2 separate regions of the Mus musculus genome follow, and region 1 is linked to region 2. A link is a contact called in public Hi-C data. All regions are on one chromosome and are shown on one strand. Each heading gives the region's core, a stretch centred on a gene start, on an enhancer-like site or on the middle of the called end of the contact. The rest is flanking DNA. Distances are from core to core; before and after follow the strand shown. Region 1 has its middle 100 kb from the start of Gm14635. Region 2 has its middle 3.0 kb from the start of Gm52427.

Region 1 (4,370 bases), core at 329-2,828, 350 kb after region 2:
GTAGTGTCTTGTGAGTTCAGAGACTGTTCCTCTCGGGCCTTCCAGGAATTTTGTGAGCACCTAATTTCCTGGAGTAATTTCCTATTCTTGCTTAAAATAGCTGGAAACATTCTCTGTTCCCTGCAATTGGATTCTAGCTGCGGGAGTTGATGACACTCCACGCTTGTGGGCCGGGTGTTGATGGAATGCTGTGGGCTAGTGGGCGCTGCCTAGTACACTGTTTATAAGGCCCTTGCAGACTGCTGGCAGTTTCCAAGAAAGGGTATGTCCGTTTGCACCCAGGACTAGCTGTGAGTGGAAGCCACCTCACATTTTACCAGCTCCTAGTCCTAGTTTTACATAGAGTTACTGGGGCAGAAAGCAGCCTGAGAGACTTCCGATTATTCCTGTGGGTCATCTGCGTCCTCAAGGCTGAACTGGTGTTTGCTTGTTTGGGAGCGAGAATCCCACCTCTTTGCAGAGTGATGACTGGCACCACAGAGGTGCCACAAACACCTGGGAAGAGAGAAAGTCAGCTGCCAAAGGCCACTCCCAGCCCCGTGCCCACCATGGACACTAGGATTACTACCTCCCTATTAATTGGTTATATTTGTGAAGCCTTCTCTTCTGTCCCTCTGCCAGCAAGTTTGAAGATCGACCTGAAGACAGATCTCTTTCTCTGGGGAATGACGAACATGCTCACTGCTGTGGGATGGGCATTTAAGAGTTTTCAGAGAAGCTAGCCTGTGGTATTTTGCCTGTAATCTGAATAGTAGCCATATTTGAGGCTAGGCTGGGCTACTTGAGACTCTGGTCTTAAGGGAACTAAACCAAAGTTTCCAGAGAAAAACCTGGAAAGAAAGGCAATTTTGTCCCGGAATTACCCGGGGGTTGTGTGTGTGTGTGTGTGTGTGTGTGTGTGTGTGTGTGGTGGATTTCAAAACCCAATGGTAGGTTTGGAGCCGCAGTCTCAGCCCAGGGGCTCTGGGGGCTCTGCTAGCCACTGAGGGAGGAGCAGAAAGTCTTTAGGGTCAGAGAAAAACAGAGCTGTGTGGAGTCTTCGAGCCCCACCAAGCTCTGGACAGATTGCTCCTTCCCCTCAAGGCTCAAATCTTTCAACTCTCCCCTTCACTACTCTCTTGGACCCAAACCTTTCAACTCTTCTCCCTCTCGGCTGGCTCGAATCCACCCAGCTTTCTTCCACACAATGGAAACTCATTGTGAAGTGACGGGCCTGGCAGGTGGCTCTCAGATCCCCCAGCTGGGTGGAAGCCGGATTGGGCTTGGCTTCCAGAACAATCCAGGATCTTCGCGGGGCTGGAAGATGAGTGGGAGGGATAAAGTGTTCCAGTGGCTTTCACCAGCCCCAGTCAACTGTGAGACCAGAGGAGGAGAGAGGGGGCAGATAAAGGCAGCTTTCTCCGGGCGTGCCCAGTTGGAGCTGGTGCGGTTTGAAGTTTTGTGTGGTTTGGCAAAGTTCCTTTTTTTTTTTTTTTTTTTTTTTTTTTTTTTGCTGTTTCGAAACTGCAGCAGTACACAGTGGCAAAGGTCACTGGACACCACAAGCTACCCCTGAAATGCAGGAGGTGGCGGGTCTTGTCAGGCGCATGTCCCAGGATACCAGGGCAAAGAGAGGCCAGGCAGGTCCTGGCCACACATCGAACTCCCAGGTCGCGCTTGAGAAAAAAAAAAAAAAAAAAAAAAGCCACCTCCCGGAAGGCAAGCGAGACAACGCTTTGGCTCTGGCGAGCTGAGCCGCTGCTGGCTGGGTGGCTCAACACAGCTAACTGGAAAGACGAACCTTCGCATTCGGATTCCATCTTTGGCCTCAAGGAGAAAGAGCGACGCTGGGGACACCGCCTGGAGCCTGCGCGCATAGCACCGGACGGCTCTTCCTCCCACCCCAGGCTTCCCGTTTAACCTTTAAAGTGCCGGAAAAATCTGCAGCCCAAGCGGGCTAGCCTTCCACCCGCTGAGGAGATACGGGTTCTCTGGAATTGGGCGTGGCAAGGCGGAGGTCACTGCAAAATAGAATCGGACACTCGTGCTGCTTGGGAGGGGAGACTAGGGAGTCTGGCAGGTCCCAGCGGGCTCACACCCTCCCAGGACCTTCCTGCCTCCGCTGAAGGTGGGGACTGAGAAGGAGGCAAGCGTGGAGAAAAGGACGTGGGAAGACACTGGTCACGGAGGAGACTATTTTTAGTCTTTGCTACAGCTGCGTGCGTTTCTCTGACGAACTAGTCAGGGACAATTCTCCTGGCTGAAAACAGTGTAAACTTTCCACGGGGAGTGGGGGTGGGGGTGGAGGGCAGTGTGGAGGTGACACAGGAGGGGTGGGGAGAGAGGTGGTTGGTGGTGCAGGAAAGGGACAGAGAGGGGGAAATCCCCGAATATTCCTCACAGACTTGACAGGAACACCAGAATCTCTCCTTGATAGAACAAGGTCCTCCAGCCTCCTCACCCCAAAGAGAGCTCAGCTTTCACCATAGATCTTCAAGGTGGGCACCCTCCCCCTTTTGTTTAATATCTTGGAGACCACACAGGCAAGATTGGGGACTTGTTCATCATGCCTTCTAACTGGGGACAATGCCTCCTGGGTGGCATCAGTCACAATCCAATCATTAAACAAATAACAAAGATCTCAAACAGGAAAATAGAAGTGGGGGAGGATCTAGAGCTAGATTCTTGGAGGGAAGGCTGTGTGTCCTGGTTATCTAGGTCAGTAGTGCCCACAGTGTGGTTCCAGGATCCCTCTGATAATCAGGGCCCTGAGATCCAGGACCTCTGAAAAGGCTTTTGTGATTACAAACCTAGGGGAGGCTGGGTTTTCATTAATCTAAGGCGACATGTCAGTACCCCAACTTAGTGGATGCTCCAGCAGCTGTCAAGAAGAGAGAGAGAGAGAGAGAGAGAAAGAAAGAAAGAAAGAAAGAAAGAAAGAGGAAAGATGCTTGCCACCACCGAGTCTGAGGACCTGAGTTCTTTCCACGCACGGGACTCCCATGGTGGAGGGGGAAAATCATCTTCCACAGGTTATCTCCTGACTGCCGGGGCACGTGAGCACAAACATACATATAACATTTATATGTCATTTACATTATATGCATGGGTGTTTTGCCTGCGTATGAGGTGACCAGAGGGTGTTCCATCCCTTGGGAATGGAATTACAGATAGTTGTAAGCTGCCATGTGGGTGTTGTGACTTGAACCCTGGGTCCTCTGGAAGAGCAGACAGCCATCTCTCCAGCTCCCATAAATGCAATTTTTAGAATTAAGAAGGGAAATGGAGCCGGGCCATGGTGTCACACGCCTTTAATCCCAGCACTCGGGAGGCAGAGGCAGGCAGATTTATGAGTTCGAGGCCAGCCTGGTCTACAGAGTGAGTTCCAGGACAGCCAGGGCTACACAGAGAAACCCTGTCTCGAAAAACCAAAAAAAAAAAAAAAAAAAAAAAGGGAAACGTTCAGGAGCTGGAATCTAGACTGATGCCAGAAGGTTACTATACACCTTAATTACCCATTGTTATGCTATAAATTATACCAACATTTAGTGACTGAAAGTAACAAAACCAAAGCCTGGGCTCATCCTCGGTACAGCAATAGAAATAAATAAATACTCCAGACACCAAAGAGGTTTATGAAATGTACAATATGTCACTTTCTAGATTTTGGGGGGGGGTTGGAAAAATAAAGTGTTTTTTTATTATTTATTCATATTTTTGTGGTTTGTTGTTTAGTTTTGATTTTTCTGAGACAGGATCTCACTCTGTAGCCCAAGCTGTCCTGGAATTCACTATGTAACTGAGTCTGGTCTTGAACTCCCAGCAGTTTCCACCTCCCAAGTGCTGGCTGAGATTAAAGGTGGGAGCTACCACATCAGTTCAGTGGAGTTCCGCAGAGCCTCCCTGGAGGTGGAGTGACTGTGAGTGGCCCAACCTCCATGTTGGGGAACAACCAGTGTCCTCTAGGAGAGCAACAGGTTCTCTTAACCTTAACCACTCAGCCATCTTGCCAACCCCTATTTGCATGGATTTTTGTTTTGTTTTGTTTTGTTTTTTTGGTTGGTTGGTTTTTGGTTTTTTTGTTTTGTTTTTGTTTTTGTTTTTGTTTTTGTTTTGTTTTTTAATATTTTTATTACATATTTTCCTCAATTACATTTCCAATGCTATCCTAAAAGTCCCCCATACCCTCCCCGCCCCCCACTTCCCTACCCACCCATTCCCATTTTTTGGCCCTGGCATTCCCCTGTACTGGGGCATATAAAGTTTGTGTGTCCAATGGGCCTCTCTTTTCAGTGATGGCCGACTAGGCCATCTTTTGATACATATGCAGCTAGAGTCCAGAGCTCCGGGGTACTGGTTAGTTCATAATGTTTTTTTAATCAAAATATGCT
Region 2 (4,134 bases), core at 1,066-3,565:
CCAGGAGACTCCAAAGGAAGCCTTGTAATCTTGGCCCGAGGAAGCTAACTGCTGCTCCCGTTTCCAGCTGTCAGTGTGTGGTCACTTGGCATGGCTCACTAAGGGCCACTGGGAAGTTCCAGAAGGACAGCACCAGGTACTAGGGCTGGAACTGTCCTGTATCTTAGGTTCTTCCCAACAACAAGTTAGTAAAGGAGCGAACTGTCAGGCTTTGCCCCAGTCTCACTGATTAAAAATGGAGAGTCCAAGAAAATGAGCATCTTATTCAAAGCCATCTGATGGCAAAGCTGGGACTAGAACAGCGGTCACCAAAGCCTAGTACTGTCCCCTTTCTATGAGTTGAGCCACCATGTCCAAGGCCACTGAAGCCACTCTGAACAATTCTAATGAGAGCGAGGGTTTAGCGACACATGTGGAAGAGCTTGGGCAGATCTCTCCAGGGCAGGTAGGACAAAGGAACCTCCTGCCCACTTTCTGGCCCTTGGGTGAGACTTGCATTTGAACAGATATTGAGGTCGCTGGACACCCCACCTGGACTTAGCTCTCCTCCCAAAGGAAAAGAAGTTGAAGACATACCTTCTTTCTCAGTGACTCACTTCAGAGCCCCATTGGGTCTCCCAGGCCCTCATATTCCTCTAAGGTGCTATGGGAGGGACTTAGGAAGAGGGCCACCACCCATGAGGAGCTGTGGAGCCAGAGAGCAAATCTGTATAGAAATGCTCATGGTAAGGGGGCAATTGTTCCACACTCCATCAGGCAGGTGTCCCCAAGAAGTCCCCTGCCATTGGGGGAAGCTTGCCAGAAGTACCGCACAGAGGATACAGCCTGGAAATTCCAACTCTAATCTGTGACCTCATGAGCCCTGGGGGAAAAGCCTGGGGGCACTGACATATCATGCTGTCCAGAGAGCCTAGGGCAGCCAGGGGATACAAAGCTCTGGCTCCCTCTCCCTCTCCCTCTCCCTCTCCCTCTCCCTCTCCCTCTCCCTCTCCCTCTCCCTCTCCCTCTCCCTCTCCCTCTCCCTCTCCCTCTCCCACTCCCACTCCCACTCCCTCCCTCTCTCTCTGTGTATGTGTGTGTCCCTCTCTCTGATCCCTTCCATCTTTCTATCTTTTTCTGTCCCTGACACCTCTCTCTCTCTCTCTCTCTCTCTCTCTCTCTCTCTCTCTCTCTCTCCCCCTCCCTCTCCATCCCCCTCCCCCTCTCTCCATTTGCACTCCATTAACTCCCCCACACCCCCACACCCCCACACCCCTGTAAGCTTCTCTCCACACTGGCTCACTGGCCTCTCCCGAAAGCACACACTCTATAGATTACAGGTGTGAGATTCCCACACCACGCTCCACTTCCCTAGCCATCCTACTGACATGAGGCTGTACTAAATAAAGCAAAACCAGCAAAGATTTGCTCACCCTTGCCCTCCAAGAGCCTCCAGTCTGATGAGGGGGCACCCTTTAGTGTACTCTGTAGCGCAATAGAGAGCTCAGGCTACCACCATGTGGAATGTGGGGTGAGCATAGAGATAAGAGTAAACAATCACAGGACCCCATCACCTAAGCCTGGCCCAGGGAGGCTCACCTAAGGGGTTCAAACATTCTCCAGAGGGCAGTGAGGAGCTGTGGAAGGTTTTTGAGATCCAAGTGTGTTTTTGAGAGTTTCCCATGGCTGTGTAGTGGGAAGATTTGAGAAATGCAGGGAGCTGGGCAAGGTGACCTTTTAGGTCTTTAAGCCTGGGAACGGGGGTGGGGGGGGGAGATGATGAAGAGTCGAAAAGTCACCAGGCAAAACAAGAATCACCTTGGAGCACCAAGAAGAAAGCAAGGCTGGCCAGCTAAGCACCACTCCCCAGGGGTGGACACATTTGGCAGCAAGCAGAGGGTATCCCTGTGTATTCTGTGCAGTTGGGCCCTGTACTATCAGACCTTGAGGCTGCCCTTCCCACCTCACACACAACAGAGAAGCCACAAGCAGTCCCTTTATTCCTTAGGATATGTGTAGTTGGGGCCCTTCCCCAGCTTAGTCCTGTCCTCTTCCCCCAGCCATGGTGAGGAATGTTCCGTCCCTGTCAGTGGCCTGAGAGGCTTGATTGGAAACCCCCCCCCCCCCAATTCTTCTCCACAGGCCCTCCACTGGGCCTTTCTACAAGTCTGCTGACAGACTTGGAGGTAGCCGGCTGAACTGAGGCCTGAGTTAAGACGAGGGACGGACGCTCCACATTAGCATGCTGTTCCACGCTGCCAGCTTTTCTCCAGTGTGTCTGGGCCGTTCTTGCCAAGCACTGTGTGGAGAGCTGCAGGGGACAGGACAGGACAAGGTGCCCAGAACCAAGAGTCCCGGAAGACAAGGACAATTTGTCAGGGTTCTGGGAACCACTGGAGGCCACAGGGTCCAGGGTTTACCCAGGCTGCCTGTAGCGGACAAGGTTTCCTGGCTCCTTGGGGGGCCCCTGACCAACAGCCTAGCCCTTCATGCCCCCCCCCTCTTTTGCCTGACTACCTCTTCCCTAATTTCCAAAGTCCAAGAGCAGAAGCCAACGGCTCTGTTCTCTGCTTGCTTGTTGGTGGTGCTGGAGATTGAACCCAGGGCCTCACGGCTGCTAGGCAAGTGCTTCACCCCCCAGCCACAAAGTAACCCCAGTTTTAATTCCTTTCTTTGTCAATCCACAGTCACAGAGACCAGACCAACCAATGAGGAATAACAACAGGGTAAGGGGCAGGGGCAGCTGCAGGGTCACTAGGAGGCAGCTACAAGTTTTTCAGGCTCCTGCCTCTTACGAGTTCACAGTCTAACCAGAGATGTAGATAGTATTATCAGGACCACCCATCATGCAATTAAATATGGAGGCTAAGTGCCTGGCTAGGCTTAGTAACAGAAGAGAATACTGGAGCACCTGCCTCACCTACGATGCATTAATTCACTGCGGTGTCAGCAGCGCTCTCAGGTAGGTGCTAGCGCCAGCCCCATTTTTGAGATCAAGAGGGACTGAGAGCCCAGAGAGATTGAGCAATTTCCCCCAAGGTCACACAGGTGGAAGAGTGATGTGTGCCAAGTGGCTGGACTCCAGAGTTCTATGTTCTTACCCACTAGACCAGACAAAAGGACTGAGAGACAGACAGCTCTTAGTGTTCGCAGCTGCATCCACACTGGGAAGCATAAAGCCCTGGTCTAGTAGACGCACAGACCTCACCAATAGCCTTGGGCAAATCTTGTGCCCTTTCTAAACCACAGTTTCCTTACCAAGTAAAATGGAGAGAGCAACTTCTTTCTTCTCAGGCTGCTGGGAAAAACAAAGAAGCCCAAGGGTGTGGGTGGGGGTCCTCACCCAAGAACCACACAGAGCAGATACTCACCTGTGGCCAATGGGGTGCCATTTCCATAGCCACCCCCACCCACCCAATGCTCTTTTATTTAACTGGAATCTGGGGTGGCAGTTAGGAGGGTGGGACCTTTAGGAAAGGCTTATGAAAAGGGCTGTGCTTCTCAGCAAGAGAAAAGTCAGTTCCCAGAGCATCTCTTCCAGACTCTTCACCCTGGCTTCACCTCGCTCAGTCCAGCACTCCTGAACCTTATGCAAGGCAACACTCACCACTGCCTGCCACAGGAATGGTCCAAGGCTGGGGGCGGGGGATGGTGGTCCGGGGCTCCTCAACCCTACTACTGAAGGACCAGTTAGGTGATGTCCAAAAAATCCTGAATTTGAGAGGGGAGGGGCAGGCGCCTTAGAGTGAAGGAGAGAGAAAGCTCTACCCACACCCACCTCTCAGCAACCACTGAGCCTGAGTTCTCTCCCTACAGGAAAGCATCCCACAGCCGCCACCCCCTGCAGGGAGATTTGTAGATGGCTCCCTAATGTGATTGAGGGCCCTGGCTGGCTGGCAGCCACCAGCCTCACATGCAATTAGGGAAAAATAATGTGTAAAGGAGAGCTGGATCTTGCACTGAGAGCTGGATCCTGTGCTGAGTTGCAGCAGGCAGACAGACAGAAGCCAGCCCCCTCCCTTGATTCAGTCCTCCCACCTTACTACTTCCCAGCTACACCCCCTCCACTGAGGGACACGGGCCTCTGTCACTTCAATCTGGGCCTTGCCCTCCCCCCACCCTTTCTTGTTTGTAGGGGTAACACAGGATCTTGTT

What was found. A called contact is a pair of places that touch in the nucleus more often than the background predicts.
Region 1: a contact with region 2 is called in a Hi-C map of the N1E-115 cell line, with 10 times the contacts expected there. The contact joins two enhancer-like sites. A contact is called at or near these places in 4 of 484 Hi-C or Micro-C datasets (the HL-1 cell line, the N1E-115 cell line and liver) and 1 of 115 datasets of contacts at active chromatin or transcription factors (fibro-adipogenic progenitors).

The regions. Positions count from the first base shown.
Region 1 is chrX:12,250,748-12,255,117 of GRCm38.p6, forward strand. No RefSeq gene overlaps it. Among named protein-coding and RNA genes, the nearest start is that of Gm14635, 100 kb to the right of the region's middle. Within about 2 kb of position 1,579, at least 125 of the 459 cell types and tissues checked have an H3K27ac peak or open chromatin away from gene starts, as enhancers often do. A contact at or near this core is called in the N1E-115 cell line, where this site is marked.
Region 2 is chrX:11,896,221-11,900,354 of GRCm38.p6, forward strand. No RefSeq gene overlaps it. Among named protein-coding and RNA genes, the nearest start is that of Gm52427, 3.0 kb to the left of the region's middle. Within about 2 kb of position 2,316, at least 9 of the 459 cell types and tissues checked have an H3K27ac peak or open chromatin away from gene starts, as enhancers often do. A contact at or near this core is called in the N1E-115 cell line, where this site is marked.